4 separate regions of the Mus musculus genome follow, and all the other regions are linked to region 1. Evidence: chromatin contacts called from public promoter capture Hi-C data. All regions are on one chromosome and are shown on one strand. The core of a region is the stretch at or near the end of the contact, and the rest is flanking DNA. Distances in the headings are between cores, read along the strand shown. Region 1 holds the start of Cblb (Casitas B-lineage lymphoma b). Region 2 holds the start of Pcnp (PEST proteolytic signal containing nuclear protein). Region 3 holds the start of Cep97 (centrosomal protein 97). Region 4 holds the start of Nfkbiz (nuclear factor of kappa light polypeptide gene enhancer in B cells inhibitor, zeta).

What was found. Promoter capture Hi-C pulls out the DNA fragments that hold promoters and counts their contacts.
Region 2: a contact with region 1 is called in a promoter capture Hi-C map of pre-B cells. The contact joins the promoter of Pcnp here to the promoter of Cblb in region 1. A contact is called at or near these places in 2 of 39 promoter capture datasets (cranial neural crest and pre-B cells).
Region 3: a contact with region 1 is called in a promoter capture Hi-C map of pre-B cells. The contact joins the promoter of Cep97 here to the promoter of Cblb in region 1. A contact is called at or near these places in 2 of 39 promoter capture datasets (the C10 cell line and pre-B cells) and 1 of 484 Hi-C or Micro-C datasets (B cells).
Region 4: a promoter capture Hi-C map of pre-B cells shows a contact between it and region 1. The contact joins the promoter of Nfkbiz here to the promoter of Cblb in region 1. A contact is called at or near these places in 2 of 39 promoter capture datasets (cranial neural crest and pre-B cells) and 1 of 484 Hi-C or Micro-C datasets (embryonic stem cells).

Annotation. Positions count from the first base shown.
Region 1 is chr16:52,027,233-52,034,826 of GRCm38.p6, reverse strand. Cblb (Casitas B-lineage lymphoma b) reads right to left here and starts at 3,278. Exons shown (of 18, transcript NM_001033238.1): 1 at 3,142-3,278; 2 at 1,637-1,818. The coding sequence starts at 1,804.
Region 2 is chr16:56,026,820-56,034,413 of GRCm38.p6, reverse strand. It overlaps Pcnp (PEST proteolytic signal containing nuclear protein), which reads left to right and starts at 4,697. Exons shown (of 5, transcript NM_001024622.2): 1 at 4,697-4,811. The coding sequence starts at 4,748. Trmt10c (tRNA methyltransferase 10C, mitochondrial RNase P subunit) reads left to right here. Exons shown (of 2, transcript NM_029092.4): 2 at 1-694. The coding sequence ends at 388.
Region 3 is chr16:55,930,147-55,937,740 of GRCm38.p6, reverse strand. It overlaps Cep97 (centrosomal protein 97), which reads left to right and starts at 2,893. Exons shown (of 11, transcript NM_028815.4): 1 at 2,893-2,988; 2 at 7,133-7,275. The coding sequence starts at 2,946.
Region 4 is chr16:55,817,750-55,825,343 of GRCm38.p6, reverse strand. It overlaps Nfkbiz (nuclear factor of kappa light polypeptide gene enhancer in B cells inhibitor, zeta), which reads left to right and starts at 3,206. Exons shown (of 12, transcript NM_001159394.1): 1 at 3,206-3,576; 2 at 5,638-5,777; 3 at 6,322-6,352; 4 at 6,493-6,596; 5 at 6,810-7,594. The coding sequence starts at 3,291.

The DNA.
Region 1 (7,594 bases), core at 2,029-4,528:
AATATACAAATACTAAACATCTCAAGAAACGATGCTGATGGACCAACTCCCTTTTGAAATGGCACCCATCTGTTGCCTACTTATGCAACAGATAAACTGGAACAAACCTTGAATTTCTTCTCCTACCACCAATTAATGACTCAGGCAGTAAGGGTGACCTTCAGAAGAAGACTCAGTAGAAAAGCAAAAGACAGCTCATGTGCTTGCCAGATGCATGCAGTTTTTCCAGCTGCACAATTCTTCAGTCCGAAGTGTCCAAAGCTAAATCCAAAACCTGAGCCCAAGCAGCAAGTTGCAATGTTCTGACATCATGACGTCATTCCGTCTGGAGCACTTCAACATAACAATGTGAAAACATTGGCAGAAGCTTAAATAGGTCACACTGAAGCCCCATACTAAGGCTATTTACCTGGTTAAAAAAAATGCTCTGGCGCTGCGTTTGATATCAGTGGCCATCCAATGGCAGGGCCATGGTTTAGTTATCTTACCTACAATCTCCATAAGAATACATGAAAATAAAGCCCATAGTGTCACCTCCCAGAATTGTTACTTCTTCTCAGTGGCTTCTTTGTAGCCAATTTTGTCTTTGGTAGCAAACCAAAGCCAAGGTAAATGACACCAAATGATGTCAACACGCCTTTGTTCATCATTCAAAAGGAGCATCTTTGTCAATGTCTCAAACTCAGCAAAGCATAGCCCAACTTCTTCTCAACATCATAAAGTTATGAATGTGTGCCGAGAAGGACACCAACACATCTGTGTCCCAAGCCTCCTCAGACAGCTAGCTTTTCCAGCAGGGCCCTGGGAGGTATGCACACTGCCCTTATAACTGGACTGAGAACTGCCATCCAGTTTGGTTTCTTCCTGTGAAACTAGAGCTCATCTAAAAGCAACAAAAAAAAAAAAAAAAAAAAAAAAACCACAGAAGTTTCTGACACTCTCAGCCCCACACAGCCTCCAGCATACATTTTCCTTTCACAATAAACAACGCACAACCAAAAAGGTTCCCTGTTTCAAAATGGAATCATAGATGAAAGAAACTGTACCGATGTCCTGAACAGTAAAGACTATATATATATATATATATATATATACATACATATATATGTATACATATATATGTATATATGTATATATTTTCTTAATAAAGATGAGTTTACAGGGATAAAAATCAAACTCTTCAATACTGAATCCTCCCTGGAGTTCTGGTTCTTTCCCCAGTAAAGGTTTCAACATCACCCATGTGCTTGTCCTAAGTGTGCTCCAGCAGAGCCTATTGTTCACTTGTTAGCCTTATATTATCTAGTAGCAAGGCAACTCCACATAAGACTAAGCAAACTTCCAAACCATACTATACACCCAGCAAAAGTAGCCAATGGTATAAACTGCATATTGGAGTAATACCCAGGGGCTCTGGAACTTGAAAAGCAAGATAATAAGTTAGAAAGAGTAATAAAAAAATAAAAGTCTTTCCTCTGAATTCAACTTTTGCAAACACAGAGTTGAAGAAAAATGGCCCAACCTAAATACAAAGCTCATCACCATAATAGTGATTATTAGCCATACATATAAATAAAACCCGAAGAAATCGCATTCAGGGTGCTGAGGGCCGTGTACACACACTGACTGAACTCACCACTTTGTCCATGAGTTTCCAAGTCTTCTCCACAGTCCTGCGGTCAGCTGCAGCTTGCTTTGGGGGTCCGACTGCATCCTGAATAGCATCAATAATCCCCAAAATGCGACCTTTGCGGGGGTTTCCTCCTCGACCACCAGGATTTCTGCCATTCATAGAATTTGCCATCTGGAATCTTAGTCCTTTTTGCAAGATAGAATTTCAAGAGAGGAAAAGTTAGCTGGATATGAAAGTATTTCCCCAACAGGAACCTGAACTGAACAGGCTCACTTGTACCCATTAATGATATTCTCCGCTGTCTCTGTGACAAAGCCCAGGGTCCCAGATTCAACTTTTTAGTAACCCTGAGTAAGGGCATCCTCCAAGTTAGGAGCCATGACACAAGATTTGCTCTTACAATACTAAAAGTTAAAGATGCATCCTCTGCCCGTGTTCTATGAAGCTACAGCTCAACATCATCAACAAAACAACTTTTAACAGGTAAGAACACAATGTCGTCCCCCCCCCCCCTTCTGCTGTAATCCAGATTCGAAATACTAGAGCTGCAACTCCTAAAATTCACGTTGGGAGCCTCACTTCAGTAGCCTCCTTCACGCTGTTTGATTTCGCCAAGTTATTACATAAATGCAAAGTACTCCACACACGCAAAAGGGACACGTCTCTTGTCAACAAAGGCGGAGGACTTGGATACCCCCCCCGCGCGCCCCGCGCGCGCGCGTCCCCTCTCCATTCCCCCAACACCCCCCCCCCCCGCAAAAGCCAGCAGCTGCGGACACACAAATAGTTCTTTAAAGCAGTGAGGTGAGTAGTTTTTCCCTAGAGCCAAATAAACAAACCAACAAGCAACCCCTTCTTAAAAAGCGGTGAGAACCCGGCAAGGGCGGGCACGCACCGCGGAGTTCACTTCTCCGGTGGTCCCTCTTCTGCCTACCCGGTATCAAGTGGTCCAAAGCTTTGTTTCAGAACGTCTGTACCCTTTCCAGGCTCGGGCCTCTAGCCCGCCACTCAGGGGTCTGGGAAAGAGACGAGGAACTCAGCAAAGATAAAGTAGCCCTAGACCCCGTCCTGGCTTCCCAATCCCACAGCCTGCCCGATCTAGCGCCAGTAGCACGCACCTCCCACCGGCGGCGATCAGCCAGAGTCCGCTCCCTCCCGGGCCCCGGGCCAGCCAGGGACTGCTGTTTAAATCCCCACTTGGCTCAGGCCCGCAGCGGCGACAGCAGCTGGAAGCTAGGGCTGTCCCCTCTCCCTGATGGCCCGCGCCCAGCTGCAGGGCCCCCGAGCCAGCAAGAGACGTCCAACCCCGGGATGACCCATTCCTTCCTCTACTCGGGTCACCGCGGCCGTCCCGAGCCACGCGTGATCGCGGGTCCCACTCCACACACACACGCTGCCCTGGCTGGGGTGGCTCGGGTGGGGACTCTGTGGAATCGCCCTAGGAGAGCGCTCCGGGGAAGGAGCCACCGAGATCTAGGAACACCGAGACGCGGGGACGCGGCAATTACCGTGCAAAAAGCTCCACGCCCGCCCGGCAGTCCCGCGCCACACTCGGGAGGCCGCCGCAGCGCCCGCCGGAGGAGGAGACCACTCACTGGCCACCCCACCCCTGAGCCATCCCCGGAGACCAAGGCGTGGGGCGGAGCTAAGGCGGAGCCTTGAGTCTTCGAACCAATCCTGAGAGGCTGCTTTCTGCCAGACAGCGGGCGGAGCCAATGGGCGGGACGAGACGCTCCTCCCGCGCTACCCCCCAGTCCACGTCCTCCACGGTACACAATGGCCCCAGAGGAAGGCCCACTCCACTGCGTCCCACTTGGAGAAGAACTCGTTGGGAAATGGACCTAGGCTAGCCTGGAACAAAAGTGGAACGAGGAAAGGAACTGAAAAAGTAGCAGCAAGGCGCCGGGGAGCTAACCAATGAGGGGTGCGCAGGTGGGCGTGAGCGCCCCGAGCGGGAGTCTAAGCCAACTGGGGCTAAAAGGCGGGACTTCCTGCCTCACTCACCTTCCTAGTCTTTGTTTCATAGCAACAGAGTAGAGGCTGCCAGGGTGGTGCTGCTTTTCAGCTCTGGGCGGGTCCCAGGCTTAAGAAATTCATCTCCCTAGGGCTGCCAAACTGCTACCCAGGAGAGCAGCCAAATAGGTCCAAGACCATGTTTCTTGTTGACTGTCAAATAAAGAGCAGCAGTCCCATAGCTCCTAAGATGAAGGTTACCCTCACATAGAGTAGGCTAGGAGTAAAACCCGAGTGCCAACTAAAACTTCCTAAATTTCTGAAATGTTTCCCTTTTACTATTAGTTCTAGAAGGATTCCAGATCAAACATCAGGCTGATGAGAAAGCAAATACTTGACAACTCTCAGCTAAATAGTCTCTGTAAATCGTCCCAGGACAGTAAAAACTCCACACAATGGGGATTACTAATCTGTTTGACACCTTTATATTCCAAACAAGTTTTCCCCTGGATTCCAGTAAAGAACTCTGCTGTTGGATTTTTGCCAGAGTCACTTTTCTTCTATGTAGATGAATCTTCATTTTAATGACAACCCTGTTTCTGCCATCCTCTTCCAGTGTTCGTCTCTTTCTGGGCTCCGTCCTTGATAGCCGTGTAAAAGAAAACAGTCTGGTAACGCTTACAGTGAAATGCCAGGGCCCTTCTGTCATCAGAATCACACATTAGACAAGTTCCATGATTCTCTCTATTTGGTTCACCATGCTCGTACCATTTGCCCCAGGTTTACATACCTGGGAGTGATTTCCTCTGTCATTGGTAGTATGGATACACCTCACACCTTGAGCTCCTGGGTGTAATACTTTGCACTTTTTAAAAATGTCATACGTGCATACATGCATAAGCATACATATGTACATACATACATACATACATATAAGCATTTTCTAACCAACTATCCTGATAAATGTGTCTCAGTGGTTCTGCCAATCCCTAATAAGTATTTTAGTGCTACAATTATTACTGTGAAGGCTCCTGAGTGGTCATAGAATGTCCTGCAATCCTAAATTCAGATTGTTATGATTTTCATGTAATGGAAACAACCAAAATGTGACCCTTTAGGCAATCAGGCAGTAAAGTACAAGTCTGGAAGTAATATTTTCTTTCATTATTTCTGTACTAATAATTAAAAAGTAGTTTCTTGTTTTATATATGTAGATGGTGCAGGCTTCTCCATAGCCCCTCCATATCTCCCTTATTGCTTGTAACAGTAGCTATGGTTGCTAAGTGGAGACAGTATTTAAAAAGAACTCTGTGGTTACATCCTCTATGTGTATAAAATGCACCTTTAAAGTCAATTCCAAAAGAAACTGGCACTATGTGTAGAAGATTTTGCTATGCCCAACCTTATACTGTATAATTAAATGTGTTGCTTATCTTCATATTTGAATAAATGTAAAATGGAACAAAATACATATACAATACAGTTCCTTTTGAACTGCAGTTTGCTGAAGGCAATGACACTAAAAAAATAGAATGGCCTGCGGAGCAAAGTGCATCATGGAGATACAGTGACAAGCCTCATTATGTTCTGCTCCTCTGCTCTGGCTGGGACACAGGTATAACAAATATCTCTGGGGCTGCCAAACTTTTCTAACCAAAGCAACTAAAAACTGGTCTAAGATAGTGTTTATGTAGGCTGACAAAAATAAAAATCTGTTAGTTGAGGTTCTCTAAAGGAGCAGAAGTGATAAGATATATGTGTGTGTGTGTGTGTGTGTGTGTGTGTGTGTGTGTGTGTGTGTGTATTATAATATATAACACAACATACATATATGTAAAAGGCTATTTATTAGACTGACTCACATTATGTGGTCTGGGTAGTCAGACAAATTCTTTCTCACACTCAGAGGCTGAGAATCCAAGAGTTTCTCAGCCCACAAGGCTGATGTCTCATTAATCCCAATCTGGTGCTAAAGGTCTGACAGTTCCTGGAGAGCTGCTGTTAGGCAATCTGTGTTAGAAAATGGAGGAAGCTGGCTCTGATGTTAGAAAAGGGGTGCTGCAGCAACAGACTGGAGGACCCACCAGCAAGAATAAAGGCCTATGTGCAAAAAGCAAAGTTTTTAACAGCCTACACGTAGGATGGTTCCTCCCACTTCAAATAGTCTAATGAGAAAAATACCTCACAGGATGGAGAGATGGCGCAACGGTTAAGAGCACTTGTTCTTGCAGAGGATTTTGGTTCAGTTCTAGGCACTCACGTGGTAGCTTACAACTATCCATAACTCCACTTCTAGGATATCCAATGTCTTCTTCTAACCTCTGTGGGCACAAAGTGTGTACGTGGTACACATACACTCATGCAACACAATAGTTGTACACATAAAATAAATCTTCAAAGTAATTCATTACATGAGTCTCCCAAAGCTTGCATTTTAATCATAGAAGATACGATCAAGTTAGTTGAGAACCAACATTGGCCATCACAATCATCGAGCTTCAAAACTGAAATAGAAGCCTCCCATCGGGAAGGCATAGATGTACGACAAACACACACACACACACACACACACACACATACACACACACACTCACACATTGGAATGTATGAACTCTGTTTATCAAAGCCATCTCATATCTAATTAAGTTAAGATATAACATGGATCCTAGCTGAGCTCAAATTAGGACTTGGTGTTTGGTGAAGTCTGGTTAGCTAGGAGGTCATCAGTCCTTGTTTCTGTTATCAGGAGGAATAAAGACTGCTGGGAAAAAAAACTGAAGCATGAAAGCATTCCTCAGTCAAAGACTGCACTAATAAATAAAGGCACCAATGTTGTCTAAGTAGACTTTGTGAAATGTTGTGTCTAAGCAGTAATATTCCAAGCTAACAGGCTTGGTGGAGGGAATAATATGCTTATTTTTACCAAACAAGGCAGCCTCCAGCCCTAGACACTTTGAAGTGAATGTAGTGTCACTGAGGGATTTGAGAAACAGTGGGGTTCCTAGCTAAAAGGTGCTGCCAGTATCAAGAGTGGCCAAATAGGTGAAGGATACAGCTCAACGGGCTCTTTTGGTTTGCTTTTCTATTGCTGTGATAAAGACCATGAGCAAAACCAACTTGGGGGTAAAAGGGTTTGTTTGCTTTGCATGCACAAACCACAGTCTATCTTTGAAAGAAGCCAAGGGAGAGACCATGGAAGAAGTCTGCTCTGGTTGATTCTCAGAGCTTGCTCAGTCTGCTCACTTATACCACCCAGGACCTCCTGGTGGCACTGCCCATAGTGGGCTGGGCCCTCCTCCATCAATTATTAAACAAGAAAATATCCCCGAAGAGTTGCATACAGACAATCTGATGTGGGTAATCCTTCAGTTAAAAATCTCTCTTTCCAAATGACTGGAGCTTGTATCAAGTTGGAAAAAAAAAAATCTAGCCAGCATGCTGGCAAAAGAACATGTAAGGCTTTATGTCACAGCATTTTCAGAAAGTTTAGAAACCATGATGAATACTTTCAATGTCAGCACTGATAATTTAGTATTAGCATATGCTAATAGGTTAGTGTCCATGGAAAAACACCAATTATATGACCGACTTTAAATATAGCTAATGTTTAACGGGGGAAAATCAAAGATAACATAGGAAGAACAACAATATCAACCAACCAGACTCCCCACCCCCACAGAGCTTCCAGAGACTAAGCCATAAACCAAGGAGTACACATGGGTCCAGCTGCATATGTAGCAGAGGATGACCTTATCAGGCATCAATGGAGGAGAGGTCTTCATCCTACGAAGGCTCAATAGATGCCCCAGTGTAGGGGAATGGAGGGCGGGGAAGCAGGAGTGGGTAGGTGAGTGGAGAAACATCCCCACAGAAGCAGGGGGAGGAGGAATGGGAAGGGGGGAAATTGGGAAAGGGGATAACATTTGAAATATAAATAAATAAAATATCCAATTAAAAAATTGACAACTGTCTAAGGAAAACATTCCAATTTCTTTTCTTTTTCTATTT
Region 2 (7,594 bases), core at 3,448-5,947, 4.0 Mb before region 1:
TGCAGATTCTCCCAATGTTATGACTACCTTCAAGCATGATAAAATTTATATAATTGGATCATTTGTTGATAAAAATACACAGACAGGAACATCCTTAGCCAAGGCCAAACGGTTAAACATAGCAACAGAGTGCCTTCCACTAGATAAATATTTACAATGGGAAATTGGTAACAAAAATCTCACCTTAGATCAGATGATCCGAATTTTGCTCTGCCTGAAAAACACTGGTAACTGGGAAGAGGCTCTCAAGTTTGTTCCCAGGAGAAAGCATACTGGTTATTTAGAGGTTTCTGAGCAATCTCAGGAACTTGTTAGGAAACTGAAGAAGACAAAGACTTTAAATTCATTTCGAAAAGGCTCCTTAAATGTGCGCACGTGGAAAAGGTGACCTAAGTGAGAAAGTATGGTGAAAGAAGAAAACAGGCTGAAAGTATGGTGACAAGAATGTAGTTATTCCTAAATGGAATTATCTCTTAAAGTCAGTCTCTCTAGACTAACAGTAGAGGTTTGCCTATTTTTTCTTCTTCTTTGCTTTTTTGCAACAGGATTTCCATGTAGCCTTGTCCTCCATCAAGGCCAGACTAGACGTATGTATCAGCAAAACTTTGAAAGTATGTTTTATTTGTTGTAAAAACAATCAAGTTTATAATTAATCTAGAATTGAACACAATAAAAGTTAATATTATTTATTTTTAATCGATTCTTTGAATATCAGACTTTATTGTCCATTTTGGTTTGAGGGTTGATTTGGGTTGTTTTGTGAGTTTTGTTTTGGGGGAGGGAAGGCACGTCTCCAGTAGCCTATGCCAGGTTCAACCCTAATTCTCCACTTCCACTTCCCAAATGATGGGAGTACAGGCCTGAATCACCATGACTGGCTCCATTATACATACTCTTTATTTATCCATGTTAGAAACTGTTCTTTCATGAGGAAATAGATTAAAGCTTTTAAAATTTGAAGCTCTAATTATGAAATTAAAGCCTGTATATAACATTGGTTGTGTTCCAGGCACTAAGTTAAGGTATATTGCATTACATAATCTTGATTGTCCAAAAACTGGTTTTCCCTAGCATGTTAGGGGAAATCCTAATACTATGAAAATTGAGTTTGGAGTAAATAAAAGCAATTTTTTAGGACAGAAAATGTGTCTGGACCAGAATGATGTCTCAGTGGACTCTTGTAGAGAACTTAAATTCAGTTCCCAGCACCACTTTGGGTGGCTTGCAACCCCTGTAACTCTAGTTCTGGTGGGTCTGACACACTCTGGACTCTAAGGGCACCTGTATGAAATGTGGTAAACACAGCTCATGCAGGCATATACACACATGAATACAAAAGCTGACATTAATACCTGGTTAATACATAGTACTTATTGTATGGATAGCATTTCTAGGAAATACTGTTTCTTCAGCCACATGGTTTTTAAATACGTCTTAGAAGTTATTGTTGTTTGAATAAAGTGATGCCCACAGATAGGTCCTTGGGGATTGGCACTGTTAGGTATGGCCTTGTTGGAATAGTTATGGCTTCCTTCCCTTAGAGGAAGTGCATCACTTCTAGGAGGTTGGCTTTGAAGTTTCAGATCTCAGGCCATGCAAATGCGGCAGGCAGTCAGTCTATTTGTGGATCCAGATGGAGAACTCTCAGCCCCTTCCCCAGCACTGTACCTGCCAACATCCTTCCTGCCATGACAGTAACAGGCTAACACTTTGGAACTGTCAGCCAGCCCTAATTAAATGTTGTCCTTTATAAGAGTTGCTGTGGTCATGGTGTCACCTCACAGTAATAAAAACCCTCCTAAGACAGCTATATTTTTACTATTTTTTACTTTCCTTTTAAAGATTTATTTATTTCATGTATGTGTGTATACTGACACTGTCTTCAGACACACCACAAGGCGGCATTGGATATCTATTACAGATGGTTGTGAGTCACCATATGGTTGCTGAGAATTGAACTCTGGAAGAGCGGTTAGTGTTCTTAACTGCTGAGCCATCTCTCCGGCCCTGTTTTTATTTACTTTAATGTGTACTTGCTTGTGTGAATGTATTGTGTATGTGAGTACCCATGAGACCAGAAGGAAACATCATATCCCTTGCTATAGTTACAAGTAAGTTGTAAGATGTCCAACATGGTTTATGGGAACTGAACCTGGTTTCTGATGGCCCAGCCATGTTTCTGTTCCCAGCCACATGGTTTGGGTTTTGGGGTCTTTGCTGGGAATCGAGGTCTCAGCTTAACAGCACATTGGAGGCCGCCAAGTTTACATGAGGAAACAGCAATCTAGAGTGATACATAATATCCCCTCCCCGAGAAAGGGTCTGTGGTATATCTTTGGCTTTGAGCTCACTGACACCCACATACCTCTGCCTCCCAAGTGCTGGTATTAATGGCACAAGAAATGTGAGAATCGTAAATACTATCCTCTAAAGCCATATAGGAGACATGGTGAACCAAGCAGGAGTTAAATACTACTATACGACAGTTTCCTGGTCACTTACATATAATTATGTGCTAAACAGTGAACTGAATGGGTAAGTGCTCCCCATCTCTACTTGAAGCCTGAGTTATTCATTCACAGATACCGAACAGCTTTCGTGTAGGTAACCACCAATACAAGGTGCTATGAAATGTGGCTGCTTTTTAGTTTTAATTTTTTGTGCCTATATGCTGATGTGTGTGTACATGTGGGTATGCACACATGTGTCGTTGGACTGTCTTAGTTATCTTGAGTTGTGTTTTCACTATGTAGACTAAGCTGCCTTTAAGATCCACCTGAGTGAGATTAAAGGCATGGCCACCATCCCTGGTGCCACTTTAACTTTTGATACAACCTGGAGGTGGCCGACTTGGCTGGACTGGCTGGCCAGCAAACCCCAGGGGACCTCCTGTCTCAGCCTCTCCCTCTCTGGCACTAGGATGACTGGCACCCCAGCTTTATGTGAATACTAGGGATCCAAACTCTGATCTTGAGATAACCGGATGATTCAGTATAGCCACTGTTACCAACATCCATGTTTCTCTGTTCTGTTGTTTTAGTTTGGGGGTAGGCCCTCATGGAGCTCAGGCAGGTACTGAAATGGCTGTGTAGCTAAGGATGATACCTTTATCCCATGATCACCTGTTGAAGGGGTACTAGCATTTATTTGGATACAGGGTCTCCCATACCCCAGGCTGATCCTATCTCCACTTCCCAAGTACTGGAATTAGACATATGTGCCACCACTTCATTATGCAGTGTTGGAGATGAAACCCACCATGGGTTTTGCACGTTAGGCAATCACTTGGCCAACTGAGGTACAACCAACAGTCCACTGATATTTTATGGAGAAGTAAAAGCAGGTCTGTGGACAGCAACACTCAATGTTGCTTGGAGGACAGAATGAACTATATTCTCTAATACTGGGTGTATATTACAGGCTAGGAATTGACCAAATTTGGGCAGAGGAATGAGTATAGAGAAAAAGAAGTAAGAAACAGATGAGGCTGTAGCATACTTGATGCATGGATTTCATTGACACTAAATGAATCTACTAAAGGTTTCTAGGAGAGGCAGGACTTAACAGGTGTTTCCAATCTGGAAGAGACGAGTCCTGTATTTTACTGTTGAGTATAAGACAAGTGCTGGTGCTAGCACAGAGGCAGGGAACGCTACAAGACAACTCTTGTGCTGTTCATTGTGTCCATGAAGGTTAAGAGACAAGACTGGCACTAGCTTTTATGATAAAACTCTGTCGGATACTTTTACCTTGAAAGAATAGGGCGATTTAACCAGCAGACAGTTTTACTCCAGACAGTTTTATAGGAGTAAAGAAAACTCCTTGAAAAACACCAAGAAGTGAATAACTTCTAATTCAAAGCAATTCCGAACGTTGAAGCTGGGCTGGGGCGTATTTTAAACGTTATTAGAGAAGGGATGAGTGGAATAGGGTAGATACAAAGCCGACATCTCCAAACTGCAGTAGAGCAAACTACCCTTCTCCGTAAGAAAGACAGCTCCTGCCCTTCGGAGTGTAGCCGGGGATTTTGTTTGTTTTTTATGTATTTTTTTTTAAACAGGTGTTTGAATATATGCAAGTGAGTGTGAACTCTTAGTAGTCGGATTTCTGGAACTGGAGTTATCAGTTAACTGTAGACCACCCAACTGGGAATTGAACTGTCCTCTGAAACAGCAGGAAGCGCCCTTGACCTCCACGTATACCTATTTCTGCTTTTAATGTTTGCTTGCTTGCTACAACTCTCACGCTGAATTTTTCACGAATGCAAAAGCCGCGGAAATTTCTTCCGCCCCAATTTCCGTAAGGCTCTACGACGTGATCTTCCATAAGTCTCTTTTCGGTGTCATTGCACAAATGGAAACGATAATTGCACACCGGACCGCACTGGACGGTGTCAACACTAAGACAGCGTCCGTTAACTGCTGACGTTTCTCTGTAAGAACACAGCCCTATCCCGTAAAATGAAGGACCAGCCGCGACCACCGCTGAGCGTGGAAGCACCTAGGATTGAACCCACCGTTCCACGATCGGTGAGTCCGTACTAACCCGGACGTGCCATCCCACCGCCCAGTCCTCCATAGCCGTCACCACACACCTCGTTCCAGCCAACGACGTCACATCCGTCCCCGTCTCGGGTTCCAGGTCCTCTCTAGGCTGCGGCCTCGCTGGCCCGCCCGAAGCTTTGTGGTTGCTGGGCGGGGCCGTGACGTTCTTGCCCGGGCTGCAGGGGGAGGCCGCGGCGAGGAAGATGGCGGACGGGAAGGCGGGAGAGGAGAAGCCAGAGAAGCCGCAGCGAGCCGGAGCCGCCGGAGGTGAACACAACCCCAGCGTCGCGGGCTACGGGGGCTACTCCGGCCTTTCTTTGGGGTTCCCAGGGCGGGTTGGGGGGCTTTCCGGCATCGCAGGAGCCGGCGGAGCTGGCGCTCGCCCGGCCAGGGGCTGGGCCCTGATGAGTGCCGGGCACGCCCGGTGTGGCCCGCGGGGGAGATCGAGGTCCGCGTCGCCTAATCAGAGAGGCCGCCGGTTACCACCGGGCGGTGCGAAGGGAGGTGGGAGCTTGGCCCGGGAGTCCGAACAGCAGAGAGCTCAGGGCCCGCTGCGCACTCAGGCCGCCGCACGAGCGCCGAGCCGCCGCGGGCACTGGCCGCATGCCGGCTTTCCGAGGTCGCCGGCCTCTCGGTTACACGTAACGAGGGTTGATGCTCTCTTTTTCGCTGCGGAGGTGGAAGACCCCAGCCCACTCTCTGCTGTATTTTCAGACATAACATTTATAAACCCTGCGATGGCATAAGTCGAGGCGATGCAGGGGAGAGGGGAATCTGGCTCAAGCAGCAAACGCTTGAAATTAGGGTTTGATTCGCTTTCTTTCCGGTATCTTTCTTAGGCTGCCAGCAGCGGAGTCTATGTCAGATATTTCGTTGGCGTGGTAGGAAGGTGTGATCTTCCTGTAATTTGTCGCGAAATTAAACTCAGATTATAGCTATCTTTTCGTTCCTCCTACCCCCGTAATTTTTGATGGTGTACATAAAGGAAAAGAAATGCGTAGTCTCTTTTCCCCTACGCCCTTTTGTCGGAAGGATAATTAGCACATGCTTAGAATGTTTTAGCCTTTCACTGTTCTGGCTTTCTTCGGGCTTATCCTTGAAATACTTAAATGTGAGAACATATAGGTTCAGTATCGCATAAAGGCCAAAAGTAGGGTCTACCAAGTTTGTTAATTGCCGAACACCCCCGCCCCCACCCCACCCCCGGTTTGAGCTAGGAGCTCATTTAGCTCTGGCTTCCTGAGTACTGGAATTACAAGCCACGGCCACTTTCTCAGGTCTCTTCCTCATTTTGTTTTTTTTTAAAAATAAACTAGTAAAATAGCTAATGATTTTAGTTCTTACTTTAGACCTTCTATATGTTAAAAGTAGTTTGAGGAAAAACTATAGCCTAAAGTATCTTGGGGTGGCCTTGAACTTAAGGTCCTTTTGCCTTGACTGAGAACATCGTTTTAAGGTACTGCTAAAATGTACCTTAAACGTCTAAAGAAATTCGTGTGTATGTATGCAGTGTACTTGCCACCCTTTCAGTTGAGGGACATTCTGTCCTGTGAATAATATTTCCATCTTAACAGTGTTGGGGTTACATTGATTATTTTATGTTGGTAACTTAAAATAGCAGCCCTTTTCTTCATAATTTGCCTGATTTCGTAAAGCTCACTTTAATATCAGACATACAGGGGTCATGCAGAGTTTCTTAACTGAAACATTTCGCCCATAGGTAGGATTGAATTGATAAGCTTCAGGCAAGTGTTCAGCTCTCTTGGAAAACTTTGTCTAGACTTGGCAACCTTTCTTCTGTGAGACAGCCCACGGTGTTGGAAATACGAGTAGTTTCCCTACTCATTCAACCTCGTTATTGATCCTGGAGGTTGAACCCAAGGCCCCATTTATGCTAGGGTTGGGCCTCACGACCGTGCTCTATTTTAGTAGGGAGACGATCCCCTGTGTAGCTCTTTAACTTAAGTAGAAACTTAGATTTAGAGACAAGCAACTTAATGTGTAATCACAGCCATTTCAAGCTATCAAGGGTTACGCCAAGAGCCACTTCAGTGATGTGTATATTTCCTGTGTCAGAACAGGACTCATGGACTACCTGTCCTGTCAGAGAGCTACTGCAGTCCTTGGTTTTGGGGGGTTTTTTGTTTTGGTTTTTTCTTTTCCCCCAGACAAGGTACCAGAATGCACATGACTCAGGAATGGTACCTTTGTGGAGTTGTCCCATCTCAGCTAGTCAGGGAAAGAGAATAATTGTAGTAGGTTTGGTTTAATTGATATTAACTTACACATAAACAGAAGGCTTTGCTAAAATATTTTTTTATCTAAAAGCTAACAATTTGTGTAATGATGACTTACAAATTGAAAGGGCAGAGGCTGGAGAGATGGCCCAGTGATTAAGAGCAGCAAATGCTCTTCCAGAGGACCTGGGTTCAAATCCCAGCACCTATATGGCATCTCACAGCTGTCTGGAATTTCAAGATCTGACATGTCCAAACAGACATACATTCAGGCAAACACCATTGTATAGAAAATAAAAATAAATTATTTTTTTAAAAAAACAAAGGATGTTCTTATTCACAAATGCTTGTTCATTTATTCATTATAATTCATACTACTAAAGATATTCACAGTATTAGTCAACAGTCATTCAACATTTTTTCGCCCACAGTTCTAAAATACAAAATGTCTTAGTAAGCATAGTGCTGAATTCCAGCAGTTGGGATGTGGAAGCAGGAGTATCCCTTGGGAGTTCCAGGTAGGGGTTTGAGGTCCTCCTGGGCTACCTTACATAGTGAAGTTCAGACTTCCCAGGATTCCATAGTGATACTCAGTCCACAAAACACAAACAAACAAAATGTCTCAATAAATCCAAAGTAGAGATCCTTGATTAAAAGTTCCAAATGCTCAATTAGTTTGAGTTTAAAGAACATTTGGTACTTATGAATTAAGTGTTAATATTCAGTGATAGGTCTTAACACTCAAATTTTCTTGAAAGAATTTTCTAGTGGCCCATATTTAGAATTACAAATAGTTTATTAACAATCAGTAAT
Region 3 (7,594 bases), core at 1,644-4,143, 3.9 Mb before region 1:
ACTGGAGTTACAGATGGTTGTTAGCTGTCATGTGGGTGCTAGGAGCTGAACTCTGGTCCTCTGGAAGAGCAGCCAGTGCTCTTAAACCATTAAAACATCTCTTTAGCATCTTGTCCTTTTTCCTTTCTTTTCTTTTTTGTTTCTTGTAACTCAAACTATCTGACACAATTCTCCTCATTAAAAACATTAACAGTTTTGTATAAATATTTGTTTTTATTTTATGTGTGTAAATGTTTGGCCGGCATGTATATATGTGCATTTTGCATTTTCATGGTTCCCTGTAGACATCAGAAAAGGACATCTGATCCCCTGGAACTGAAGTGTGGGTGCGGGGACTTGTTCCTCAGCAAAACAAGAGCTTTTAACATCTGAGCATCTCACCAGCCCCTTCCTCTTCCTCTGAAGAAAAACCTCCTTTGGCTGGGCAGTGGTGGCGCACACCTTTAATCCCAGCACTTGGGAGGCAGAGGCAGGCAGATTTCTGAGTTTGATGCCAGCATGGCCTGCAGAGTGAGTTCCAGGACAGTCAGGGCTACACAGAGAAACCCTGTCTCAAAAAAGCCTAAAAAGCAGGAGATGGGATAGGGGGTTTCTGAAGGGGAGACCTGGAAAGGGGAAAACATTTGAAATAAAGAAAATATCCAAGAAAAAAATTAATTAAAAAATTGACAAATAAGACCTCATAAAATGCAAAGCTTCTGTAAAAACAAACAAACAAAAAACCTTAAAATACAGAAAAGTTTAAAACAATTTTTTTTCTTTGAGTTGGGGATGTATCTCAGTGGTTAAGTGCTTGCCTCAGATGAAGAGAGCCTAGTTTGATCCCTAACAGTTTCAGAAACCCAAAACCAAAAACAGTGAACAAGACAAGAGTGCTTCTCGTGTGAACTTTGTGAACGACAACACTCTTCAGTGATGAAAAGCCGGACACAACTGCATGGTCATCCCCAGTATGTGATCACCCTGTGGAGGGGTTCTCTGGGTTATTCTTGTTTGCTGATGTTGTTATTTGGTTTTTTTTTTTTGTTTGTTTGTTTTTGTTTCTGAGACAAGGTGCCTCTATGTGGCCAAGGCTGGACTTGGCATACTTCTCTCCTGGCCCTTCCTTTTTCTAAGTTACATATTCTCTCTCTCTCTCTCTCTCTCTCTCTCTCTCTCTCTCTCTCTCTCCATGAATGAGGTAGCACACATGTGGAACTCAGAACACAATTCACAATTTTCAGGAGTGGGTGATCATCTTCTACTGTGTGGGTTATGGGACTTGAACTCAGATCATCAGTCTTGGCAGCAAACTCCCCTACTGGCTAAGCTGTCTCTTCATCCTCTCCAATTGTTTTAATTTATGCACTGGCTGCTCTTCCAGAGGTCCTGAGTTCATTTCCCAGCAACCACATGGTGGCTCACAACCATCTGTAATGGGATCTGATGCCCTCTTCCGGTGTGTCTGATGTGTGTGTGTGTGTGTGTGTCTGATGTGTGTGTGTACATGTGTACTTGTTTTGTTTTTAGACAGAATCTCTCTGTTGCATAGCTCAGGCTATGATTAAACTCACTATGTAGACCAAGGTGGCCTTGAACTCACAGACATCCTCCTGCTTGCCTCTTCCAATATCTAACAATATATAGTCTTCCTCCCAACTGATGGGATTAAAATTTGGGCCACCACGACAGGCTTGCTTTGTTTTCAGACATATAAAGTTGTAAGACTGTTCTCCAAGTAAGGTGTCTACTGGTTAAAATGAAGGGGGGAATTCTTATTGTTTCTTCAGAAATAGAAAAGTATCTTTAGACTAAAGCAATGGGAAACAGAAAGGTCTTTAAGGGCAGTGATGCCAAAGGGAACCAGGAAAGAGGAAATGCTCTTAGAATTTTGAGCCTGAAAAGCTAGAAGCACCAAGTTACTGAATTTTCCTGAACAGGAATCCTCAGACTTCAGAGAGAGCCTTATAGCGAGTCATTCTATAGAGAAGCTAAAACCCTTTAAAATTAATTCAGACTTGTCAGAATGGGTAGCGGCCATAGAGACTTCTAGCAATGAGTTCTCAACATCAGTTTGTTTTAAACAATGTCCTTATAATGTGCCAGGTGGTAAAAGTGTTGAATTTCTCGAACACCAAGAGTAGCTTTTAGTACGTTGAGCAGTTGATGAAAGAAAGTGGAGCCCCCTTTGTACGATTGAGTTACCTTGTAAACCCTAGCTTAATTTTACTTCCCCTGTCAAGTTTTGTCCAAAGATTGTAATTTCTAGTTCCCGATTACCGAGTTCATAGTTAAATCAAAAAAAGATCAGCCTGTGCCCTCCCAACCAGGTAAAGTAAGTATTCCTGACTCTGGAAACTATTTTAAACTTTTTTGAATACTCTGGAAAAAGTTCTGGGTACATATGTATCAAATATACTCCTTGACCAAACTGTTCAATGTGTAAGAACCACCATTTAAAACAAAAATATCAGTTTCTGAGGCTTTAAATCTATTTAATTAGGTAAGATTGGGTAAATTGCAAATATAACGTATCCATTTGACTATGTCAAAATATTTCACTGTCATTCCTATAGAGAAGCTAAAACCTTTTAAACTTAATTCAGAATTGTCAAAATGGGTAGCTGCCATAGAGACTTCTGGCAATGAGTTCTCAAATTCAGTTTTAAACAACGTCTTTATAATGTGCCAGGTGGTAAAAGTGTCGAATTTCTCAAACACCTGGCCCTGGAGTGAAATGGTTTATCTAACAATACAGCTTGCTCACCAGATCAACTTTAGGTGTCAACCCGGGTCTTCTAAGCTTTACCTCCCACATTGTAGCCAGCAAGTCCCATCAGGGAGCCAATTGGGTCGAGTGAGTGCTGTGCATCCTGGGAGTTGTAGTTTGCAGCGCCCCACTGCTGACTACATGCTCTACAGAACGGCAGAAGACGGTTGCCTGGTGTCATTAGCAAGCGGCAAGTATGGCGGTGGCGCGAGTCGACGGGGCTCTGGCTCCGGGAGAAGGTACGATGATCCCTACCCCTAAATTCCAAAGTTTACTTCAGTATGTCATATTAAACAGTTGCTTGGTGTAAAGAGAAAGCCTGGGTTTAGAGGTGCAGTTTTGGACCAGTTCTTTTGATGAGGGGCTGTAAGCAACACGGAGGCGCACTTCCTACTGGGAGTTGTAGTCCCGCTGTCTGGTCCAGTCCCGCAACATTACTGTGAAGGCTGAATGAGGGACTTCAGTCCCCAGGAGCCTTCGCGGTGCCCGGCGCCCCTGTCCCGCGCTCTCCTTAGCCTGACTGGGGGCAGTGGGCTTCGGACTGCGGTGACCTTTCTGGGACGTTTACTTTGAGTTCCGAGTGCCCACAGGAAATTAGTGCAGCCTTTTTATTTCCCGTGCCTCTCCTTCTCGTCCGAGAACGTTCAGGAAGCATCTCATCTGAAACCGCATCACAGTCTGCTTGAACTCTTCTTTGGAAGTGACCAGTAGCCGTGGTAGAATCTGAGAATGACCCAGACACGCGTTGCTCCCCGATCATTCTGCAGGCCGGGTCCCGGGGTCGAGTTTGGTCTTTGTTTGGCAGAGCCCAGGTTGGGGGGTGCGCCTGTGCTTGGGAGATGCCTCCGTGGGGCGCCGACCTCAGAGCTTTTGTTTTGGTTACACTCTGAGGCGTGGTAGCAGCTGGCCCGATTGGGGCAGAGCAGGGTAGGTAGAGTTGAGGCTCATAACCCGGAGACCCTTGAGTTCCTACGGGAAGGAGTTCGGCTAAAACATGTGTCGACACTTAGGAATTGTGTGCGGACGCTAGGTGCGCTTTTCCAGGACAGTCTAGTTTTCATCTCGAAGAAGGGGCTCACGACGCCTCACGTGATAAGAAAACCGAAAAGCATTGAAACCCTCTAGGAGCGCAGAACCGAAAAATTACATCCCAAGGTAGCTCCAGTCTGATCGAAAAATTGAAATTGGCAGTTACTCAGGCCCCGCCCACTCTGATAGCTTCTTTTCTCAACCTTCCTAGCTCACCGAGAACAGCAGCAATAAGCACTTACAGAGCCATTCTCCCCGCCCCCAAAGAGCCAGATGATATTTTGGATGCCTTTCTCCCATTATCTCATGTTTTTATGTAGAACAATGTTTATATTATATTCTCACTCTTTTTCTTTTTTCTTTTCAAAGCCATGGTCTCATTATGTAGCTGTGACTGATCAAAAACTCAAAGAAATCCTCTTGCTTTTGCCTCTCCAGTGCTGGGATTAAAGGTGTGAGCTGTGCTGTGCACGTGGCTCATCCACTTTTTTTTTTTTTTTTTAAAAAAAACAACTTTATAGTTTTTAAAAAAGATTTATTTATTTATATGAGTACACTGTAGCTGCCTTCAGACACACCATAAGAGGTCATCAGATGGTTGTTAGCCACCATGTGGTTGCTGGGAATTGAACTCAGGACCCCTAGAAGAGCAGTCAGTGCTCTTAACCACTCTGAGCCATCTCTCCAGCCTTTTTTTTTTTTAAGATTTATTTACTTTATGTATGTGAGTACACTGTCACTGTCTTCAGACACACCAGAAGAGGGCATCAGATCCTCATTACAGATGGTTGTGAACCACCAAGTGGTTGCTGGGAATTGAACTCAGAACCTGGACGAGCAGCCAGTGCTCTTAACGGCTGAGCCATCTCTCCAGCCCATTGTTTTTCAAGACAGGATTTCTCTGTGTAGCCCTGGCTGTCCTGGAACTGGTTCAGAAAACTAATCTGGCCTTGAACTCAAGGAGATGCCTTTGCCACGGAGTGCTGGGATTAAAGGCCACCACTGCCTAGCTGTTTTGTTTTGTTTTGTTTTTTCAAGACAGGGGGGTCTCAGTATGTAGCTCTGGTTGTCCCAGAACTCACTAGATAGACGGAGCTGACCTTGAAAGTGAAGAGAGGTTGGCACTTTAAAAATCGCCTGGCTGTCATCTATGTCTTGTAGAATAGAAAAGTTAACTCAAAGAAGAAATGGAGAGGGGAGAGGCTAAGAGAGTGACTCTTGGAGGAAAGACATGGGAGGACACAGCGAGGAGTCAGCCAGCCTCTAGGAGAGGGGTCTCAGTTATCAAACCTGCCAACACCTTAGTTTTGGGTGTTTCAGACTTTGAAAAATAAATGATAAAAAGAGAAGGAAACTTGTCTGAAGTGATTAAAAGGGTGGGGGGCTACAGTCTGGATTTGTGATTAGCTGGGGTTGGGGGTGGGAGTGTGGGGGGTAGGGGCTACAGTCTGACTTTGTGCTACAAGTGCTTTATTTAGTGCTGCCTGCAACCTTGTGAAATTAGAAAATCATTGCATTCCATCGATTAATTATCTACACTGTGATTTTCAAAATGACTTCGAAGTCGCTGGGAGAGAGTAGTTGGCACAGTGCTTGCTGTATGTGACAAGCATGAGGGCCCCGAGTTCCATCCTCAAAACCCAAGTAAAAGGTGGAGCTTGGTGGCAGGAGCTTGTGGTCTCAAGTGCCGGGAAAGTGACATGGGCGGAGTCTTAGTGCTTGTTGGCCAAGTAGCTTACTCTGCTTGATGAGCTCCAGGCCAGTGAGAGATCCTGCCTTGAAAAACAAAGTGAGGGCTGTAGAAATGGCTCAGTGGGTAAGAACACTCGAAGTGACAGTGTGCAGACTGGAGTTCAAATCCCCAGCATCCATGGGCAAAGCCCCAGCACCTAGTGCATACATGGAAAAGCTCAGCACCTAGTGCTATGGAGGTTGCTGACTTCCAATCCAGCGCTAGGCTTTAAGGCCCACTGAGAGAGTGGGTCAAGAGAATAAAGAGTAACAGAACGGGACACCCAGCATTCTCCTCTGGCTTCCCTGGGCATGCATGATAGACACTGCCCACCACTCCCGTGCACACGACTTTGGGCTCTTGAAGATGTACTTGAAGTTAGGTTATAAACATTTTGATCTCTATATAAAAAAGTAAGTTTTAGGGTCTGATGTGATGATAGCTATAATTCCAGTATTTGGGAGTTGGGGGAAAGAAGATCAGGAGTTCAAATTTAGCCTTGGATACATAGTTTATGCCAGCCTAGCCAGCATCAGACCCTGTCTGAAAACAACAGCAAAAGATAAAACAAAACACAAAAACCCCAAACAACAATAACAAAAACCAATCTAAGACAAAGAAAAAAATTGAAAGATTGAAAAAAGGGGGAAATTAGCCAGGAGGTGATGGCACCCTCCTTTTGTTATGCCCAGTTCTTGGCAGAGATCACAGATGTAAACACACAGTCTTATCATCAGGATGCTACCTTCCCTGCTCCGCAGGTTAGGAATGCAACACTGGAGTCTAGAGGATTGGGGTATATATATGGGAAAAGGGTAGGCTGGGGCTTTCAAGCATGGCCTTACCTGATTGGGTGTGAGGTAAAGGAATGCTAGCATTCGAAACTGAGAACATTTGTTTTGACAGCAAGGAGGGACCATACAACTGGAAAAGGACCTTTTTGGTCTGGGAAGAACGGACTCATTTGGTTATTTTTCTAAGCTGGCCCCAGCTGTCTGGGACCACCTGGTTGTCTCTTTCCCATAGCTTAACACTTCAAGGACATTAAATTTCTGCCCCCTTCAAAGACAGGAGACATCTGCAGGCGTCAGGGCTCACTGGAAAGGAATCTTCTCTTTAATCTCAGCACTAGGGAGATGGGCAAGAGGATCTCTGAGTTTGAGGCCAGCTTGGTCCAAAGAGCAAGTTCCAGGACAACCAGGGAAACACTGAGAAACCCCGTCTCAGAAAATTAAAATAAAACTCAGAAAAAAAAAAAAACCAGAAAAACAAAACCCCAAACCCCTCAAAAGAAACTTCAGTCCTGTTTTTTTGTTTTTTGTTTTTTGTTTTTGTTTTTCGAGCAGTCCTGTTTTTTGAGTGCTGTTATTAAATACTACAGTACAATCAGGGCTTGCATGCTAGGAAAAGGCTCTGTTTCTGAGCTAATCCCAGCCTGTAATCCATAAATTTGGAGAAAAAAATTGTAGCATTACAGCTCTGGATTACTATTGGTTGAAATTCTTGATACTTGTGTGCTCTGGTATAGTTTTAAATGTCTTTACATATTTTTCCCTCTTCGGTGTGAAATGCTAAGCTCAGTTGTCATCTTTGCTTTCTAACAAGATGTTTCTCTTCTCAAGGATCAGTGGTGAACTGGTCAGGCCAGGGACTGCAGAAATTAGGTGCCAACTTGCCCTGTGAAGCTGATGTCCATACCTTGATTCTGGATAAAAATCAGATTATTAAACTGGAGAACCTAGAGAAATGCAAACAGTTAATCCAGGTGGGTATGGGTTGCATAAGACTAATTTATTACTAAACAAAACCAAAAAGTCACTCGACGTGCCCGGGAAGCAGTAAATGTCGCCTTAAAGTTTTATATGCTAGCTTCTGAAGATGACTGCATGCGTTACACTGACAATGGACTAGAAAGGGAAGCATTGTTAAAAAGGAAAACAGGGCTGGCAAGACAGCTCAGTAGGTGCGAGTGCCTGTATAAGGGTCTGAAGACCTGAGTTTGTTCCCTGGCACGGGTAGAAGGAGGGAACTGACTTGAGAAGGTGCTAGTGGCATTTGCATGTGCTCTCTTGCTCAAGGGTACT
Region 4 (7,594 bases), core at 1,957-4,456, 3.8 Mb before region 1:
TACTGCACAAACATCTATGTATGTCTCTTCACACAGAAAATTAATGTGATATTAATGTAATATTTCAGGGATCAGTATGAATAAAATTTAGAATCATGATTCTGTCTAAGACGTCCTTGAGTGAAACATACGATTTTGTTCCCCTAGCCTTAAGTTAAGATTCAAAACGGTGAGTGTACATTTCAGATGTCTCAACGCCAGCTGCATCTGTAGTTACACACTCCTGTAATCTGCTGGACTGATATCAGGCGAGGGAGACCAAGTAGCAGGAGCAGTCTGTAGAACTGTCCTCTCAGGTGGAAGCAGAATTCTTCACAAGAGCTGCTTGCTGAGGTGCCCGGTCATTTGAAAGTGGCAGTGCAGTCATCCCCCCCCCCCCCATTTCCCTCCCCTTCCTGTCAGCAAATCAATGAGCAGCCATTCCTGCCTTCTTGCCTGCTTACTTCTGCCAATACAGTATAGTAGCTCACCCTCTTAGATACTGGTGTCTCCATTTCAAATAGGAAATGCTGTTCTAAACTATTTACGGTATTAAGAAAGTTCATTACATTTACACTTAAAGAATTCTGTTCCATTTTTAGAGCTCTGACAATGGTGTTACAACATTACCTGTACCATAAAACAGTTCAAACTGTTCAGCCGTATGAAACACAATAAAGTAAATTATTAACACCTGTACTGCCAGGGTGTCTTCAGGTCACTTTGGAAGAGATTTCTCCTTTCCACGAGTCACAGAGTTCTAGGATACATTATTTTCATCTTTTCCATTGTCCTTAGATGCAGACGGTGTGCATCTGAGCCTAAAAGGCCACAAGTCGTCTCATCTTTATCTTTAGAACAGCGTCAGACCCACGTTAGACAAATGAGGGTTTTAATCACTGTGACAGTTCACGTGTGTGTGGTGTGTGTGTGTAGTTTGCGAATGTGTGTAGAGAGGAGACAAAGATCTGAAAGGAGGGTAGAGAGAAGACGATGGAAGCAGAGGGTTAAAACGTGTGTTCTAGAAGGTTATCTAACTGGTGGGGACAGGGAGCAGCTAGTGGGGGAAGGAGATGAGTTGGGGAAGGAACAGATCATAATGACAAATACATATAAAAATGCCACAGTGGCACGCATTGGTTTTGGTATGCTAACTTAAAAGTTAATCACACAGAAAAGGAGGCAACTTTATTCAAGAGCCCTTAATTGGGCCATTGAAACAGTGGGGGGTGGGAAGAACTGCAGGATGTCTGCTAGCGGCCCTCGTGGGCCAGGCAGTCTGCTTCTAGTATAAGCCAGAAAAGAAGTGTTTGTACTAGTCACCTATGACCTTCAGGCGAAGGAAGGGCTGTATTTACACCAATCACAACAGTGTTCCATCTGCAGCAGTTGCAGCAGTCTCTCCTAGACTACCACCAGGGGACAGGCCTTCAATCTGGCCGGAGTGGGAAGGGTTCCTGGGTGGGGGTGGGGGTGGGGGAGAAGTGTGGCTCTGAGGCTGCATCTTCAGAAGCTGGAGTAGTGTTTTAGAAGCTACAGCCGCCATGTAGCTCTCTGGAGTGTTGAATGTGGTTTGACAGTTCTTTTCTCTCAAGGCTGCCTGCGCACAGAACAAGAGCCTAACAGCTAACAATTAGGGGAATCAAATCCCCTCACCTCCCCATATTTGTTTATTTCCAGAAAACAAGCAGCTGTGCGAACGGCAAGGCGTCATTGATATTAATTTTAGCTGTGCTTTTAGTCATGCTCCACACCTGCCTAGCCCTGTAGCACCTGTGGGCTGCCTGCTGCTTACCCCCGTCAGCAATGCTAGATTTGTGGATTCTGCCTAGCAGAGCCATTTACTTACGTAATGATCTAGTTATTTCTACTTACCTCTTTGCCACTATCTCTTCTTCTAGGTCACTTTTTTTTTCCTTCTTCTTAGGCCACTAGGACTCCCCTCAGTCTCATCTTCTCTAAAACTGTTTCATTTCTGCCAGCTTCAGATTCCCTCACGTTAAAGTTCTAGTAACTTCGCTGGTCCCTGTAGGTGCTCCGCTCAGGTTACCTTTCACATTTATGCTATTTTCCCTTTGGCAGTCCTAAAAGGCACTGCGGATTCTTCCCTGACTCCTGGCCTTAATTCTTGGCAGATGATTTTCCTGCAAACGCTTTAGGGCCATCCTTTAGGGCTCATCTCATTCTTTGCGAAGACTTCCCCCTTCTCCCCCTCTCCACAAGAAAGTCTCTTTTTAGGCTGTTCACTGAACTTTGTACCTCTCACGATGTTTAATCATAGTCAGTTTCTTTTCATCGGTGTGTGTATACCTTATCCCCACGTGTTAAGATGTTACTTGAAAATTTAGACTTAATCATTCATTCTTTCTCTCCCTTAAAAATAAACTTCCCTTGACGGTTCGCTAGTTGGATTTGCGGCGGAAGTATAAACATTGAAAAAAGTATTCAAGGTAGAGGCATCAAAATCCCTGTGTTTATCAGGACTAGGTCAAGTTGTGCAGAATAAAACGTTACATAATACGTAAAAAATAATATAAAACATACAAAGAATATACACGCATATATGCGTATTCATCATTTTGCTAGAAGCTTTTTTCTAGTATTGAAGGATACGAAAGGGTAGTCATTGCTGTTTATTCTAATACTGTACTAAAAAAAAAAAAAAGATTGCTTATGGCCCAGATATGAAGTTAGAGAAACTGCAAGAGCTCTGAAATTGAGTCCAGGCCAGAAAGTCCGCGGGCAACCGCTTCCAGGTTTGGAGGCGGGCTAAATGTTGGAGGCAAGGGAGGAGACTGAACTCTGCACGCACCGCTCTGGCTTCCCACTCCCCGAACTGGGCGGACCTGTTCTTGCAGCAGCCCGGGGCTCCCGCTCGCCCCCGGGCATCGCAGCCCCTGCGCAGACAGCGGTTGCCGCGGACCCCGGGCCCCTGGGGATGCGGTGCGTCCAGCGAAGGCCAACCGGGGAAACTTGGAGCTGGCCCCGACGGGGGTTCGGGGCGCGGGTGCTAGCCGGGGTTTCCAGGTGAGCCGCCGGAAAACAACCGGTCGGCCCGGGCGGGGCGGGGCGAGGGCGGAGGGCACATTGCCTCATCCCGGGCATTTTACTGGAAACTAGACACATCCGGAGGCGGGGCGGGAGGCAGCCCAGGCGCCGCCTCACCGGGCGGAGCGCGGAGGAGGAGGTCAGTTCATTTAAATAGCCCGGTCCCCTCCGGGCGCGCACGTACTAGTCGCTCTGCCGCAGCCAACCGCGTAGCCATCCGGTGGCGCAGGTGTCTGGGGACCCCGAGCGCCTAGCCTGGGAGCATGATCGTGGACAAGCTGCTGGACGACAGCCGCGGCGGAGAGGGGCTGCTGGACGCGGCCGGCGACTGCGGCCTCATGACCAGCCCGCTCAACCTGGCTTACTTCTACGGCGCCTCGCCTCCTTCCGCCCCCGGCGCCGGCGACACCGGCTACCTGTCCGCCGTGCCCTCCGCGCCCGGCTCGCCCGGCTCCGACTCCTCCGATTTCTCCTCCACTTCCTCCGTGTCCTCCTGCGGGGCCGTGGAGTCCCGTCCCAGAGGTGGCGCCCGCGCCGAGCGCCCTCAAGGTACCCACCCGCGAGATTCCTTGCCCCTCTATTCGGGGTTCACACGCTGGGAGGATGGGGAGGGACTTCCCTCCACCCCCCCCCCCCCCCATAGTCGAGACGTTAAGCGGCCCCTGTGACTTCCTTAGCGGCCGGACAGACGCGAATAGTCATGAGTGATTAGATGCCTTGTCCTGATTCTGGCACGTTGTCCTTGCCTAGACCTCTGCGGAGTCCAGCGCCCAAGGGACCCTGAGGGCTAGCGCGCTGGCTTCCTGGAAAAGAACTTGAGAGCCTCGGATTCTCTTTTCTTCCATCTCATAACCTTTTCCCTTTTCACTTCTCCCCCGACCTCCGAATTCAAGAACCTCTGAGAAATTATAACACTATTATGAGGTTTTTGGAGCTGATGGAGAGAGATGTAGTTTCCTTCTTGTAACTCTTTCAGTGAGAAGCAGTGGCAGAGGGTAAAGCGTTGGGAACTGGATTTTTAAGACACCCGTATTCCTAATCTATTTGTAGGGATGAATCAAAGAAAACCCACTTTTCGGGACGTAGAGGAAAGCCTGGTTCAGAAAAGTGATTTAGTGTTCTGCGCTTAGTTTACGATGTTGGCGGTTCAGAGGCCTGCTCAGAATTCTGATTTTCTCTGTGTGCTTGAGAATGGAAAAGTTACATCTAGCGAAGCCCTTTCTTTAGCTGCGGGTTGTATGGTTTCCTTTCTTCACGAACCGAGTTGCATAATTTGGGGGGGTGGGGGAGGGAGAAACAGGATGCAGCTGTGGGTAGATTTAAACACCGCCTAAATTTTCTCAGTTGTTGGAGCTTCTCATCGCAATTATTTTAAAGAATGACCCCTTGCTGTTCCTTAACACTGGCTACTCATAAGCTTTGGTTGTCTTTTATTTTTAAAAAGTTATTTTTTGATTTAAAACACTGTGCCTTAAGCCACAGTGTTGCCCACAGCTCCCTGAAAAGCGCGGTGTGCGTGCTTTGACAGCCCTTTCTGAAGTTTGTAGGCCCGTGGACATCTGGCTGAACCCATCGATTGTTTCTAGTTCTTGGTTTACCACACAAGCCATGGGAGATTCCTGAAAGTGCGTTTTCTTCTCCCTATGACGTGGGCATGGAAGTTTTAACTCTTGTCACTCCAGAGGAGTGCTGTTAGAGTCTGGCCATTGGGGTGTTTGTGGGAATTCCTGAACTTGAATAGAAAGGCTATTTAATCATTTTATTTGCCCTCGTCACTGTCTCTATGTCACACTTGTGGCACAGATAGCCAAATTATGCTTTGTTCTCCGTTCGTTTTCCTCTTTATGTTCCAAATATGTTCAATTCATGGACAAGAACTTGTTACATAGTTGTGGCACTCAGTAAATTCTAAAACTGCCTTCTGAAGTTCTAAGGTGAACAGGCCTGTTTCCGTTTTACTTAGAACGCCCATGTACGTAAGTGAGGGGGAAATCCTGTGTGTGTGTGTGTGTGGAAATGTGCTAAGTGAATTTAAGCAGCTTTCTTGGTACAAATTAATGAAGGGAATACTAAGAAATCTTAAGTCCCTATTGCTGACTTAAAGTTTGCCTTGGTGCCTTGAGAACTTTAGAGGAAGTTAGGTGAATGGCATACAGGTACTTTATAATTTCTATATGAACATAAAAGACCTTGTTTTAAAAACTACAAATGCCTCATTCTGCTCCAAGGACTTCTCAAAGTCAAGAATAGTTATGTATAAGTCTCCGATCTTGGCTAAAGCTCTGTTCCTATTTCATGAGTAAATAGTAGTGAGAGACAGAGAGGCTTTCTTTGTTGGGCCCAAGGATCCTCTGCCACATTTGAGAGTGCTTTAATTCCTTAGGGTGCCTGGTTGGAGGATCAGCCAACACAGACCCCCTTGAGAAGTACTCGATATAGATAATAGGAATCCATTGACCCAGGATGTTGGAAAGGCTTTGAGCATGGGAAAACTTTGCAATTTGCTGCTTGAGGGCTTTATCCACCAGGCTGCAGTCTTGGAAGGGGTGCGGGAACAGTCGGGATTCATGTCTGTGAAGAGATGTAATTGAGACTTGTCCTTCTGAACAGTTGAGCCCCACATGGGGGTTGGCAGGCAGCAGAGAGGCCCCTTTCAAGGTGTTCGCGTGAAGAACTCGGTGAAGGAGCTCCTGCTACACATCCGAAGCAACAAGCAGAAGGCTTCCGGCCAGCCCGTGGATGAGTTTAAGGTGGCGGCTTCTGCTCTTTGTTTTGAGTGGGTGGGAGACTAGTCCGTGAAGGTTATTGTGGTTTGCTAACCGAGGTCCAGTTAAGTCCCTTGTAGTCTTTCATAGGTGACCGAGTTCCTAGGACAGGAGATAGATAGCTGTCTGAGTACGCTGGACTCCCTGCCCTTGGCTCAGTGCCAGGTGCGTCTGAGAAATTTAATGAGCCAACAAAAGAAAGCAGTTTGAGGACAATGGGATTCCGTGGGTTCAGTACACAGAGAACATTTTGATTAGAGAGGAATGAATCAGATGGTCTTACTTATTTCATCCTGACCAGGATTGAATAGGCTAAAGTGAAAACAGAGAAGGGGGAGGCTGGGAGGAGAGAGAGAGAAAGAGAGAGAGAGAGAGAAAGAAAAAATATGAGAATGAGAATGGAGGTAGCGTTCTGTCAGGATTTATATCCCCAGAGGCTTATGGGGTTCTGTAGAGGGTAGGAGAGACAGATCTCCACCGAGTGAGAAACCATGTTGTATGTACTAAGCTGGACCCTTTCCCATTGCAGACACAGAGTGTGAACATTGAGCAGCTGACAGGTAAGAGCTCCATCTATTTTTTTTTTTTTTTCCATAATCTTACCCGGGTCCTCTTTGAGTGAAACGATTCCGTGGGGGATATAAATGGAATTTGTCAGGTTGGGATGATGACAGATCGCGCCTTCTTTCTTTGGGAACAGACCTGAAGAGTGCAGTGTCCGCAGTGGGGAAAAGAAAGGGACCCGATCCTCTGTCCGATGGACCGGTTTGCAAGAGGCCAGCTCTGTTGCCTTCTCACTTCGTGGTAAGCGTCTCCCTGTTTTCCTCTGAACACTCCGTGGAACTCATTCTGGGATATTGTTGCTATTGAAAAAACAAAACGAAACAAAAACATTTTTGCTTCTTGGGATAGAAGCCAAGTCATGAACCTAGCACTGAGCCTACCCCCTAGCTTTTGGAGTTCTTTTAAAAGAAATGCTTATGAGAGCTTCTTGTCCCCCCCCTCCCCCCCTTCTAGACATCACCGCAAACGCCTACACCTGGGGAGAGCATGGAAGATGTTCGCCACAGCGAATCCAAGCTGGATAGCAGCGCTGCCCTGCTTCAGAATATTATAAACATCAAGAATGAGTGCAACCCAGTTTCACTAAACACTGTTCAGGTTAGCTGGATGAGCCCCACGGTTCCCCAGAACTCGCCAAGAGACCAGTGCCAGGATTTCCATGGAGGCCAGGCCTTCTCTCCACCTCAGAAATACCAACCGTTCCAAGTCAGTGGCTCTCCACAGATGATGGACCAGGCGTCAATGTACCAGTATTCGCCACAAACACAGAACATGCAGCAGCCGCCGCCGCTGCCACCACAGCAGCAACATCAACAGAATTATCCCCACAACTCACCCCTGCAGTTCAGTCCTTACTCCAGAATGTCCCAGTCTCCCAAGTATGATTCCAACCTCTTTGATACTCACGAGCCACAGTTCTGCACGGGCCAAAGTTTTGTGTCTTTACTGACTGGCCCGGGGGAACCCGAGTCTCTTGCTGTTCCCGTTCCGGCTCCCACCAGCATTCCACCCCAAACTGAGACTCAGCTGCAGACCTTCAGCCTGATGCCAAGCAATGCCTGCGAGGCCGTCGTCGGGGTGCACGATGTGGGCTCGCACTCTTTGGGCACGTCCCTGTCACTCCAGAACATCATGGGAAGCCCGATGAATACCACCCAGCTGGGGAAGTCATTTTTTCAGTGGCAGGTAGAGCAGGAAGAAAGCAAATTGGCAAATATTCCCCAGGACCAGTTCCTCGC